Linked DNA regions of Danio rerio: regions 2 and 3 are each linked to region 1. The links are chromatin contacts, called in public Hi-C and HiCAR-type maps. All regions are on one chromosome and are shown on one strand. The core of a region is the stretch at or near the end of the contact, and the rest is flanking DNA. Distances in the headings are between cores, read along the strand shown.

Region 1 (4,520 bases), core at 714-3,213:
CATCTCTGGGAAACACCCTGCATGTCTTTGGACTGTGGGGAAAACCGGAGCACCCGGACGAAACCCACTCAAACGCAGAGAGAACATGCAAACTCCACACAGAAACGCCAACTTACCGGCGACCCAGCGACCTTCTTGATGTGATGCGACAGCACTACCCTACTGCGCCACTGCTTCACCCTCAGACTGTATATATATAAAATGATATTCATTCGTGGGGAGTGGGGGCTGGGGGTTGTTTGATTTAACCGTCCCCACCAATGTCAAATGCAAACCTACGCCGTTGATCAGAGGAGTGAGGTTCACCTGCATAGCACTTCGCTAACTGGCTCTCTAACATATGTAATATGCATTGTTAATTATTTTACATTAAGTTAATTTTAGGTAGTAAACAACACTAAATCCAAGCTTTCAAAATCACGTATTTAAAATTATAAACACAATTACATAAATTATTTTAGGATCACAATTTCAACAAATAAAGTCTGAAACCATCAGCTATAGGAAAAGAGCTAACAAAGCTTTTCTCTACAGATCACACTGATCTAAAGCGCTACAAATAAAGCCACACTCAAAGAATGAGCATCCGGCAATACTGATAGCAATTTCTTAGATGTAATCTTCAGTTCCTTACAAGAGACAGACACGAAATGAAAGTGGAGGAAGAAGTTGATGTACTGTTGATGTCTACATCTATGTAAACCCAGCCTCAGATGTACGTAAAAGTAGAAGTAGAATAGTTCACACTTCATGTTTTTTTTTAATCCCGGGTTAAGGTTACTTTTATCCCTGTTAAACAGCATTTCACACTGTGAATTTGTGCTTCCAAATGCTTCCCGAAGGTAAACAGTGTGAATTAAAAAAAAGGATTAAGTACAACAATGTGAAACATAAATACAAACAAAAAGATTTTGATTCCTTGAACATTTTGGGAAAGTTAATTTACAGGTATAAACATTAAGCCTAAATATCTGCTTCACTTTAAAGGTTACATTTTAGCTATGAAAAAAACTATAAAGAACAATAACACAACGTTATTATGTAGTTCCAAAAACCTTAACCCAGGGTTAGCATGTTAAAAATCCAGTAGATATGTTGAATGTAGAAGAAACAATATGCAAAATAAAAACAAAAACAACTGCCAGCTAACAATTTATCATTACTGGAATGTTCTGGGAATGCTAACAAATGTTAAAAACCAAAACAAAAAAAAACAACCATTGGAGAACACTTCACGTAGGTTTATTTTAAGATATAACAACCAAAAGGCAACGTATTTGGTACTTTTAGATTAAATAAAACAAGAGCCAATGGAGAATGTTATAAGAACGTTCATATTTGGTTAAAAAAAGGTTGACCCGGGGTTAGCGAAGAGAGGTAGCTGTGCTAGTAAGCATGATGCTAGCAACTCTAAAGACTGCATAGCGAGAGATAAAGATTACAGGGCTATATTTGTAAATATAAAACCAAGATAAATCACTGCAAATCACTATTAACTGTGAAGACCAACCATTTCAGCAAATAAACGACTAAAACAGGTGTAAAACAGCACAGAAGTCATCATAGGACCTGAGCGCTGTCCACCAACCGGTGCTGAAGCACGAACACACGCATAACACACACCCACACACACTCCAATCACACGAAATCATCACACACTTTCATCGTGTTCATCATCATCTCTTTGTTTTTCCATAGCATTCATTCGTTCATCCGCGCATGCGCACATCACCCCGTCTGAGATTTTCTGACGGTAAATGCTCCGGTGGGCCGTTCCCGGAGGCGAGCGATCACCGGGCGGACTCGGCGTGTCTCACCTTTTATAGTCGGAGGAGAAGATGCCCCCGCTTGCCGGGTCGTGGCCGTACTCGGGCTCGCTGGAAGAGCCTCCCTTTTCATCGCTGAACGCGGAGCTCGCGGACATCTCTGCTGCTGATGATGCGGAGCGGCGGAGAGCGGAGACTGAGTCACGTGACCCTGCTGAAGCGGACAGGGCCTGGGCGCGCGCATGCGTGAGCGAGCACTGATTGCTACCTGCATACGGTGAAAAAAATGAAGGTTAAGTTTATTGGCTATAAAAACAAAAACCAATGAAGAATGTTACCAGAACGTTGTTGTAAACGTTAGTTGGGTTACTGTGTGAAATATCAGAGATGTTGAATGGAGGTGGAACAATAAAAAAGGTGTAGATGACAGCTTCAAATATAAAAGATATCTTCCTCAAATGTAAAAGAATACAGTTTACACACTGGACGTAACCAAGATTAGCATATTTTAAATCTTGGTAAAAAGCCATAATCTTCCATAAACATAATTTTACTAGGTAAAAAGTGTGATTAAAAACAAGGGTATAACAAGGTGAAATAATGACAATAACAACTTCCAGCTGAGCTAACCATCATTCCAGGAACGTTCTGGGAACGCTAGCAAAATGTTAGCAAAACAAATAAAATAAAATAAAAACATTAGAGAACATTTAGCTATATGCGTTGATTTTAACATATTACAACCAAAAACAACGCACTGAATGTACTTTTTTGCTAAGAAAAACCTTACAAGGACGTTATGTTAATTTGCTTTTAAAAAGGTGGAGCGGAGAGTCTAGACGGGATACAGCTGCGGAGAGGGTGGATAGGATACAGCTGCGGACACGCGCATCAATATAGCATCATTTTTATAACACTGTATAACAATAATTAATATTTTTAAAGTACTGTGACGGTTGGGTTTAGGAGTAGACGTTGAAAATACAGTTTACTGGGTAGTTTAATAGATAACATAAATAATACTCGGTATAACTACTGTTTTTACATTACTCTGACGGTTGGATTTAGGGTTGGGGTAGACGTTAATAAAATACAATCAATGGGAAATTAAAATAATATAAATAATTCTCGTTAACTTCCGGCCGTATCTGATCTAGAGCGGGGACGTAATCACGTGACCCGTTTACGCAGTGCTGAAGTGGACAGGGTCAGGGGAGCGCGCATGCGTGAGTGAACACTTTTACACTGATTTCTACCTGCAAGATATGGTGAAAACATTGTCAATTTTTTTTTTTGAAAGACAACAAGAACCGATGAACGGTTACCTGAACTTAGTATTTGGTAAGTAGAAATAAGTGAGTAGAAATGGAGTAGTAAAAAGGTTGTAGATGGCAGCTGTAACGTTAGATGTAAACAAACAAAAAAAAAGGTCAAAGTTTAACGTCTTTTAAATCCTGATTGAGGTTAACGTACTTTTTTCACATAAACAATTTTACTAGGTAAACAGTGTAAATCACAAACCAGGTAAGTACTGTATAACGAGGTGAAACAGACAATAACGACAATAACGTCCAGCTAGCCATTAAAAATGTCCGTTCTGTGCTAACAAAATGTTAGGAAAAGATAAAAACAACCATTAGAGAAGATTTGACGTAGGTTTATTTTAAGATATTAGGTAATAAAAACAAACGTCACTTACTGTATGAGAAAGGGCAATGTTAAAGTTAGTGTAGGGCTACTGTAGGTCTACACCAACCTGATTTCACCAAGTAGGACATGATTAACATGTGATCCTGAAACAACATCCCAATCAGACAATCAGATTTAAAGGATACGTTTACAGTTTGCTAGGTGTATGCACTTCTTCTTTATGGTTTTTATCCAACTATTCCCCCCTGATTTTAAGAATAATTTAGTTATAGTTGGGTATGGAATAAGTATGGATTACATTTTCCAACAAATATAATATAGATGTTAATCCAGGATAGCATCGTACTTGCCAAAATAATGACGTGCTGTAGGTCTAGGCCTGCTGTTTAAAAAAAAAAATTTTTTTTTACACTGTAGTGAACGTGTGTCCACAAGGGGGCGCAATTGTTTAATAAATACTAAAATACGCACCGGGATCATTTCCAGCCAAGGACAAAAGAAACTGCTAAAATGGGGAAAAATCAGAAAAAAACAAAGGGAAACGAAAAATTATGATAATAATTTAGGCAAATTGTAAAAAATTATAATAAAACATTTAAAAAAATGTAAATATGAAGTTCTGATTTCAATATTTTTTTTCTCACGTTTTCACTTATTTTAACAGACAAATGTTATAAAAAATTACATTAATACTTACCTTATTTTATTAGTTCAAATACTTAATTTTTACAAATTCACTGTTTTGTATATTTGTATATTTTGTACATATTCTAATATTCGTATTATTAATAAAAACGTAAAAGATATATATATATATATATATATATATATATATATATATATATATATATATATATATATATATATATAGTGTAATATTAAGAAGATGATTTGAATAAAACATTATAACTGTTTATATAAAATAAACATGACCTTTAGAAATGTAAACAAATGTTTAAAATTACATAACAATAGTAATTATTAACTTTAATAATTGTAACCTAATTCATTCATTTTTTTTTCAGCTTAGTCCCTTTATTAATCAGGGGTCGCCACAGCGGAATGAACCGGCAACTTATACAGCAAATGTTTTAGGCAGCAAAT
Region 2 (4,520 bases), core at 1,058-3,557, 190 kb before region 1:
GGCCGGTGTCCTGCATATCTTAGTTCTAACCCCAATTAAACACACCTTAACCCGCTAATCAAGCTCTTTCTATGAATACTAGAAACCTCCAGGCAGGTGTGCTAAAGCAAGTTGGAGCTAAACTATACAGGAGTCTCAAACTCTCAAACTCCTGGAGGGCCGCAGCTCTGCATAGTTTTGCTCCAAACCTAATCAAACACAACTGATCCAAATAATCAAGGTGTTCAAGACTACTGGAGACTATTAAGCAGATGAGGGTAGGAGGTGGTTGGAGCTAAACCTGCGGCCCTCCAGGAATTGAGTTTGAGATGACTGCTCTAGAATGCACATTGAACTATTTATGCACAAGCTGCTGTCTGCTTCCGTTTCAGACTGAAAATCGGATGTTTGTGAAGAAATCGTTCACCAGAGCCGTGATCCAGAGCAAGAGTTGGACGAAAGGAAATGTTGACCTGCTGGTGCTCTTCATGCTCGACAACCATCAGGAGATCTTCAAGGTTTGCTGATTTATGAATGACGACACTGATGGTCAGTCATGAAATAACGCAGGGAGGATCAGTAGTCTCTGCTTTAATTCGTTAATTTCGTTTAATCTTTTATTAGATTCCAGGGTCTCTTCACAAGCTGGTCAGTGAGAAACTGGATGACATTGTAAAACGGAGAGATTCTGCTACTGGTAGGATATATAATTGAGTACTTTGTTTATATGTAAAGGTGGCTAAGAAAACGCAAATGCCCTGTAAGTTAATTAATCTAACCATCTTTAATTTTACAACACATGCACGCAAATTCACACAACACAAGCAAAAATAGAAATGTGCTGCAAATAGTGTCGACATAAAGAACATGTGTTGGGGACTGCAAAATCGACAAACCGGCTGCTGCTTGTATAGAATCAGTGGATCATTTAACGTAAATTGTGCATGAATTGTAAAAAAATATGAACAATGTAAACAACATGCAAGGGTTTAACCAGGATGCTGAATATATGTTAGATTTCAAACAGCATAGTCGACTCTAAACAGGAAGCAGTCGGTTGTCTTGATGGTTTTCTCAATTTGTTACCGTTTTTTTTTTTTTGCTTTGAGTTATTTACATTTTAATAATGTGATTTTAGTGGTTCGTTTTACTTTCTCCGCTTTAACATAATTTTAAACAATTTGTATTAATTTCAAAGCAACGTTTAAAAGTTAAGAGTCTTGTTTACATTATTATTATTTAACCTAAAGATTTTAACTATTTTCTTTCTCTGAATACACTAGAAATCCCATTTTGTCAGCAAGTGCCGAGAGATGTGTACACGGAGACCATAAAGGACTCAACTAAGAATGAGCTGTACCTCCTCCTGAAAAACATTGATGAAAACACCAAGTATTCCCTGAAAGAGAAGAAACGACTCCTGGGCCAGTTTTATAAAGGACACCCTGACATCTTCATGCAGTACTTTGGGTCTAGACTGAGCACTTTAAACCTTCTAGAAGCTTAAATTAACTTTGTCATTTAAATGCTTTGTGTGTGTGTGTGTCTGTGTGTGGAAATAAATTAAAATAAACAAACATATTTAAGTCTCGAATATTGTATTTGCATTGTATTAACTGTATCACACAACCAAAATCCTTCTCAAACGTAAGGAACTTATTTTTGTACGACTAAAGCCTTACTGTTGATCTTTATTGATTAAAACATTGTGTTTACACATCATTCGACGGTTTATTTGTTTTATAAAGAAGTGGTTGTATTAGTTACTTGCTTTTTGTCTTTGTAATTCAATATTTGCTAAATTCATGTAATTACCTTTTGTGTTTCCGCGCATGCTGCGTCTAAGTCTAGATGGGATACAGCTGTGAATACTCACGTAAATATTAGAATTATTGTGACACCACGATAGTGAATATTCTTACATTACTGTTAGGATTGGGGTTGAGGTGGACGTTATTAAAATTCAATTTATTGTATATTTTGATAAGTAATATGAATAACACTCGGTATAATTACTGTTTTTACATTATCATGACGGTTGGTTTCGGGGTAGATGTAAATAAAATATATGTTTTCATCCAAAACCATTGGGAAGTTTCTCGTTAACTTCCGGCCGCAGCTGTATCCCTTCAAACAACAATCCTCAACGCTGATGCGTCTCCCGGAGCCGCTGTGGCTCCGTCCATTCGTTACGCGTTTCAAAATCTGATTGGCTCCTAAACCCTTAACAGACAAACGCTTATCCAATCAGCGTTCTTAAAATCACGACACGTCATACAGAACAAAATGCGCTGCCAGCTCCTGTTCTCAGACCAGTTTGTGAAACACACTGCCTACGTGATCCCAATAAGCTCCACCGTTCCTGGATCAGGTCATAGCAAGCTCGGGTTTGAGACAGAAGTGTGGCCGCAGCTCGAATCTCCTCCCCGGATGCCCCAGAAACCTTAACACACAGTCATCGCCACACACACACTTTTTTTCGGGTTTTCATGGTGCGGATCTGCGAGAGGAGGATGAAGTTTTTGGTGGCAGTCACATTGATCGTTGGCTCGGTGGTTTTCCTCCTTTTCCCGAGTGAAACGGAGGCGGATGAGAAGAAAAAAGGACCCAAAGTCACGGCTAAGGTATACAGAGGCATTCACTGCAGCGCTGCACCGGCCTAATGCCTGCAAATGATCCTCATACGATTCGAATTGCAATCCAAATGTAGCGTTAAATGTTGCGTTCACACCAAGATTCCACATGTAGCGTGTTTATATTTGCTTGCTACACATCTGAATGATTTTATTCTTACTTTCCTATACTAAAGATGTTTTTTTTGTGTGTGTAAAATATAGTGTATAAGTGATTATAAGGCTAATAGCACCACTAATGTTTGGTAATTTAATTTAAAATGAGTTATTCAATGTTTATCAATTGTAATTTCTAAAGTCTAGCGATGTAATTGTGTTTTTTTGGCCTCCTTGTGTCGTGAGGTGAATTCACCATAATGCAGCTGCAGATGTTCTGGCGTGACTCTGGATTTGATTTTGGGGTTTTTCCAGGTGTACTTCGACATCAAGATTGGAGATGAGGATGCCGGACGGATTGTCATTGGACTTTTTGGAAAGACCGTGCCTAAAACCACAGAAAATTTCCTTCAGCTGGCCACAGGAGAGGTGAGGTTTTTTTTCCTTCCACTGGAGGCTAATGTTTATGATTCATAGTAAAATGAGGCTAAATGGATTCAATTCTGATTTCCAGAAAGGATTTGGTTACAAGGGCAGCAAGTTTCATCGGGTGATTAAAGATTTCATGATCCAGGGAGGAGATTTCACTAGAGGAGATGGAACTGGAGGTATTGAACTACTAAACACCCTTATCTTCAATATTAAAATCACATTTTTTGTGTTAAGAGTTAACTCGGTATGCTTATCAAATCTGCATGCGTTATTGAGGTCTTTTTTTGTTATTGTTAACCATCAGAAGTGAATAATGCTACATTCATGTGTAAACACTTTTTGAGCTTTAAAGCACATTTGATCGCTAGCATAATGTAAATGCTCATGTAATTGACTGTTCAAACAACCCCAAAAGTAGTCTTGAACTGCCATCTTAAATTAAAGTTTAGCCCTGATGCTAACATAAAATTTGAGTTTGGTGCAGTTTTATTGCTATCAGAGCAGAAACCAAAGCTGCTGCACTCTATTATTTTTCCGTTGTCTCCTTTCACATTATAATAAATTAAAAAAATCACAAAATCCCATTCATTAACCCATATATAGACCCTTCCCTCAAATAAATCAACCGAGTGGACAAATAGTATGGCATGCCGTTTTGACATGTAATCTATAACCCCCCATACTACTAGTATCTATTTTCCTGTTACTAGAACTTTTTTTTTTAGATACTAGTATCTTTTTCATTAAGTACTAGTACTTATTCATTAGATCATTTTGAGTTTTTTTTTTTAATATACTAGCGCTTACACAATAGACATTTGTTCTTATTCATTAAATATTAGTACCTATTAAATAGGTACTAGTATTTATTCAATCATTTCTAGTTCCTATTTTTTTAAATACTAGTACTTATTTTAATAGTGGCTAGTAATTATGTTGTTACTAGTAACAAATGTAAAAATGTGTCCATTGATTTCTATGGGATAAGTCAATGAGATATCAACTACTCAGTGTTCACTAGTATGTATTCCAGCTGGGACTAGTACATATATTGGGACGTCAATGAAATGGTACTAGTATGTAATTAAAAGTACTAGTAATTAATCATTAGATACTAGTGTCTATATAATAGGTACTAGTACTTAATCATTAGATACTAGTGTCTATATAATAGGTACTAGTACTTAATCATTATATATTAGTACTTATTAAATAGTTACTGGTACCATTTTTTTTAGATACTAGTAGTTATTAAGTAGATACTAGTAATTTTTCATTAGTACTAATATTTATTTGTTAGACACTAGTATCTTTTATTATTATTACTTGTAACAATTCTTATTTTACTAGTCAGTTCTGCCTTTTTTTATTCTAATGTTA
Region 3 (4,520 bases), core at 1,158-3,657, 170 kb after region 1:
AATATAATAAAAATAAGACACAAACCAGCGGGAAATATATACGAGATTATACATTGAAAGCTATTTTTAACTTTTAATCGATTTTTTGTTATTCCTATTAAAGATAAAATATAGGACTTATACACAACTATAGCCATTATAACCTAAATTTTTTACATGCTTTTTTGTCGCCATCTTGTGCCTGGATAATGAGCACAGCCTGCATTCAGATGTTTTTATTTCTACATGCTTTACGTCTAACTAAAGACTTAGTAAATTATTACAACTCAGATCAGTGTTTTATGTCTAATTTAGTTCAGTTTTGTGGCAAGAAGTCATGAAACAAGTGGGATAATGCACATCTAGACAGGTCTTTACGCAGAATTAATCAATTCAGTCTTATGCAACAGCTGCTGAAAAACCTGTCAGGCTTTATTCTGCTAGAACAACGGGCTACATGTACATTATGCCTTACTTTATGACTAAAAACATTTAAAGTAAAGCTGAAATGACATAAATGTTTGATGAAAACTTTAAAGCAAACTAAAAATAAGCTTTTATAGCTAACTGAAAAAGCATTACATTTTACCAAAACCTAACAATGACCATACACAGAAATAGAAATAAATCAAAATTGAACGAAAAACAAGGTCAAATTAGAATTGATAACTATTTGAATTAAATCGAAAAGTACAAGTAGTAAAAATTTCTAATACTTAAACGCATAAATATAAGAAAAAACTACTGACTAACACAGATAAAATTTCAGCCTCAAAGGTTAAAAAAAAAGTTTAAAAAAGTAACAAACTGAAGCACATTTTAAATACTAGACCCAAAATAAAAAAATAAAAATGACAAGTGCATATTGCAAAATGACAAAAAAAGAAGCTAAAACTAATCAAAAACATATTAAAATAACTTAAAAACAAACTGAAATAAATTTCAAGCTTATATCCTAAAACTAGGCCAAAAAGATTTACAAAAAAATACCCAAACACACAAAAAAACCAAGCTTTTATTTTCCTAACCATGTCAGAATCTTTGTATTAGTAGCACTTCTTATGTGTATTGCCTCTTTATGATCATTTGCACAGTGCCTTCCACATTTGTAATCAAGTGGCTTTGGATTAAATAATAATAATAATAATAAATAGATCAGTCTACAAATAAATAAATAAATAAACAAATAAATCTACACCTTTAATTTCAAAGCTATTCCGCCAATACAAGAAATAATAATACATTTTATTAATTTATCTTCATTTACAAAACTATTACTGAGAAATTCAAATGCTAGGAGGTTATTTGTGTTCATTTAACAATGTAAAAGATACTCAAGTCAAACAAATGCTCAAAATCTCATATGAAAAAAAAAAAAAAACCCAAGACTCACTCGTTGAGTTTGTAAATCTTCTCGGAGAAGAAAACCTCGTCCAGCAGTTTGTGGATGTTCCTTCGCTCCGCAGCCAGCAGCACACCGTCATTGGCCAAGATGCCCAGACAGGTGCCAGCGTGCCCGATGGCCTCCATGGCATATTCTACCTGATACAGACGCCCTGCAAAACATAATTAAAACAATAATAATCAACATTCAGAACAATAAAACGCACAATAATTTAACCAAACAGCCTATAAAGACCCTCACCCTCTGGGGAAAAGATGGTCGTTCTTGAATCATATCTCCGAGACTGTAAAAATAAAGCAAAAATTATGATTATGAATGTTGTTAATCAATAAAACGCATTAAAAATTAAGAAATAAATTGTTACTTACCATAGTGCCCTAAATAAAATAAATCCTGCAAACAGATTACAAAATTAATTAATTAATCAGTAATGTATTTGTGTTGCTGTCAATACATATATGAATACATAAAACATAGTGCAAAACAAGAAAAATATGCTCAACATTAATAGTTAAAACACATTATAATTAATAAATATATCAGTTTATTTCAGTTAAAAATATTTGTTGTGCTGCTGTCACTATCTAAGGCGCTTAAACACTCATTGAGCAACAAAATGAAACAGAAAGTAGCTGAAAATAGCAAAATTCCACACAAACACAAATGAAGCATAACGAATACATTAAATTACCAATAAAAACTACTTTAATATTAAATGTGCTGGAATATAAAGGTGAACTGTAGCGCTTCTATCAGTTTCTCCTGTATGAATGTGTTTAGCTTTAGCATTAGCAGCTGCATAACAGCATGAAGCAGCAACTTTTCATATCATTTAAAATTAGCCTTCGTTTAATTCACCTTACGCCGGCTCAGCGTCTCTTACACGCATCAAATGTTTGGGATTATCATAAACATGATGTGAAGAATGTAAAAAATTGTAGAATATTACAATTTTCATACCTAAAGCCTGGGATAGCAATGCCTGTTCACTGTTGCGGCTCCGACTCCGCTGAAGAAATTCACTGCGGCGAGAAGCGCGTCCACTCTGGGTTCACTTCCAGGATGAGTCACGTGTCTTACGTTCAGCCATCTGATTGGCTCAGTTTTTTGAGGGTAAGCGGATGCGCTAGCAGATTGGCTTGACTATCATTTATTTAATTTATATTTCAAATTTCTTTTATTTGGTTTTCTACATAGAATATCAGTTGCAACATTAATTTTATTTTTTCAAAACATATTTTAACATTAAAGGTCCCATGAAGTGTTTTTTTGTAATTCAATGTTTGATATTGAAATATTTTAATTTCATGGGACTACGACTTCTAAAACTACCTAAAAATGCCTTTTATTTATATCAATTTGTTGTTAAACGTTATAGCGTTTTTATTGAAACGGCAATATTCTAATAAGTGTAAAAATGTTTGAAAATGAAGGTTAAAAATTGTGTACTTCAATGGTCTCAAACTCAATTCCTGGAGGGCTGCAGCTCTGCATAGTTTAGCTTCCACCATCTCCATCTCACACCTGCTTAATAGTGTAGTAGCCTTAAACACCTTGATTAGTTTAATTAGAGTTGGAACAAAACTGTACAGAGCGGCGGCCCTCCAGGAATCAGGTGTAAGACCCATGATGTACGTTTTCGAAAATCACGCTCTGATAAGAGGAAGTTAATTTCTGTGATGTGTTATTCTCTTTTTCCACCTGGGGATCCTCATCCAGAGGGCTCTAGAGATTGTGCAGCACCATTGATATGATCCAAGAACTGTAAAGAGATGATGCCAAGGTATCCATAATCCTGGACCAGGCCGTATCCTGAGCTGATGCTGTGGTGGCCATTGAGGAATAGAGAGCATGAGACTGATTCCTGAAAGAAATGGTTTTGCCCAACTGAGCCTGATTTTTCTCGATTTTTTTTTCCTTCACTTTCGTTGATTGGTGAAGTTTGCTCCTCGCCACTGGCTTGCTTGGTTTAGGACTTGTGGAGCTGCGCATCGTTGGATTTGCTCTTCAGTGTTTGGACTTTCAGCAGTGAAAATGAAACCACACTGAACTAGGTGACACAGTGACAGCAGGTAGTGCTGTCGCCTCACAGCAAGAAGGTCACTGATCCGAACTTGGCATTTCTGTGTGGAGTTTGCACGTTCCCTTAGCGTTCGCGTGGGTTTCCTCCAGGTGCTCTAGTTTCCCCACAGTCCAAATACATGAATCAGGTAATCTAATTAGGTGAATTAGGTAAGCTATAATTGTCCATAGTGTATGTGTGTTTCCCAGTGATGGGTTGCAGCTGGAAGGGCATCCGCTGCGTAAACATGTGCTGGATCAGTTGATGATTCATTCCGCTGTGGCAACCTCAGATTAATAAAGGGATTATGTCAAAAAATAAATAAATGAACTGAACTAAACTGATCTTCAACTGGACCGACACAGTTTCAATTTACCAGAACTTCTATGTTAAGCTGCTTTGACAATCTACATTGTAAAAGTGCTACAGAAATTATGATGAATTGAATTGATATATGAATATCTACTTGTAGACATCCTAAGTATACAAATCTATTGGTGAAATATGAAACCTGTTTTAAAATTGAGCCTTTACCAGCTTTTATTGTTTAAGTTTACCAGACCAAAAGAGACTAATGAGAAAAATCTCTCACAACTGCCTGCTTTCATGCGCTTTTAATGTGTAAGAGTGGGTGAGCTAGCTTGAAAATGTTCTACATCATGCAGAAACAACTTCCTCAGCTTCACAGCGCCCCTAGTGTAAGGGAAGGTGCATTGTCATGTATTTTATCACAACATTTTTAAACTATTTTACACTAACCAAGATTGACAATACATTTAAAATAATTTCAGAATTAAATGCTTAATATTTATAATTCAACCCGCATACAGTTGTGGCCAAAGTTTTGAAAATGATACAAATATTAGTTTTCATGTTTGCTGCTAAACTGCTTTTAGATCTTTGTTTCAGTTGTTTCTGTGATGTAATGAAATATAATTACAAGCACTTCTTGCGTTTCAAAGGCTTTTATCGACAATTACATGACATTTATGCAGTATTTGTAGTGTTGGCCCTTTTTTCTCAGGACCTCTGCAATTCAACTGGGCATGCTCTCAATCAAATTCTGGGCCAAAT

What was found. A called contact is a pair of places that touch in the nucleus more often than the background predicts. HiCAR-type assays count read pairs that join an accessible place to other places.
Region 2: a contact with region 1 is called in a HiCAR-type map of caudal fin, with 5 times the contacts expected there. The contact joins the promoter of ppib here to the promoter of ap3b2 in region 1. A contact is called at or near these places in 3 of 18 Hi-C or Micro-C datasets (caudal fin, hematopoietic stem cells and an unstated tissue) and 1 of 4 datasets of contacts at active chromatin or transcription factors (caudal fin).
Region 3: a Hi-C map of embryo shows a contact between it and region 1, with 2.2 times the contacts expected there. The contact joins the promoter of psma4 here to the promoter of ap3b2 in region 1. A contact is called at or near these places in 3 of 18 Hi-C or Micro-C datasets (caudal fin, embryo and an unstated tissue).

The regions. Positions count from the first base shown.
Region 1 is chr25:6,777,133-6,781,652 of GRCz12tu, forward strand. ap3b2 (adaptor related protein complex 3 subunit beta 2) reads right to left here and starts at 1,964. Exons shown (of 28, transcript XR_012400188.1): 1 at 1,818-1,964.
Region 2 is chr25:6,591,675-6,596,194 of GRCz12tu, forward strand. It overlaps ppib (peptidylprolyl isomerase B (cyclophilin B)), which reads left to right and starts at 2,308. Exons shown (of 5, transcript NM_213019.1): 1 at 2,308-2,603; 2 at 3,024-3,137; 3 at 3,223-3,316. The coding sequence starts at 2,469. depdc7b (DEP domain containing 7, paralog b) reads left to right here. Exons shown (of 9, transcript XM_684969.8): 7 at 372-497; 8 at 604-676; 9 at 1,263-1,715. The coding sequence ends at 1,486.
Region 3 is chr25:6,943,766-6,948,285 of GRCz12tu, forward strand. psma4 (proteasome 20S subunit alpha 4) reads right to left here and starts at 2,408. Exons shown (of 9, transcript NM_214697.1): 1 at 2,345-2,408; 2 at 1,753-1,777; 3 at 1,625-1,667; 4 at 1,373-1,535. The coding sequence starts at 1,755.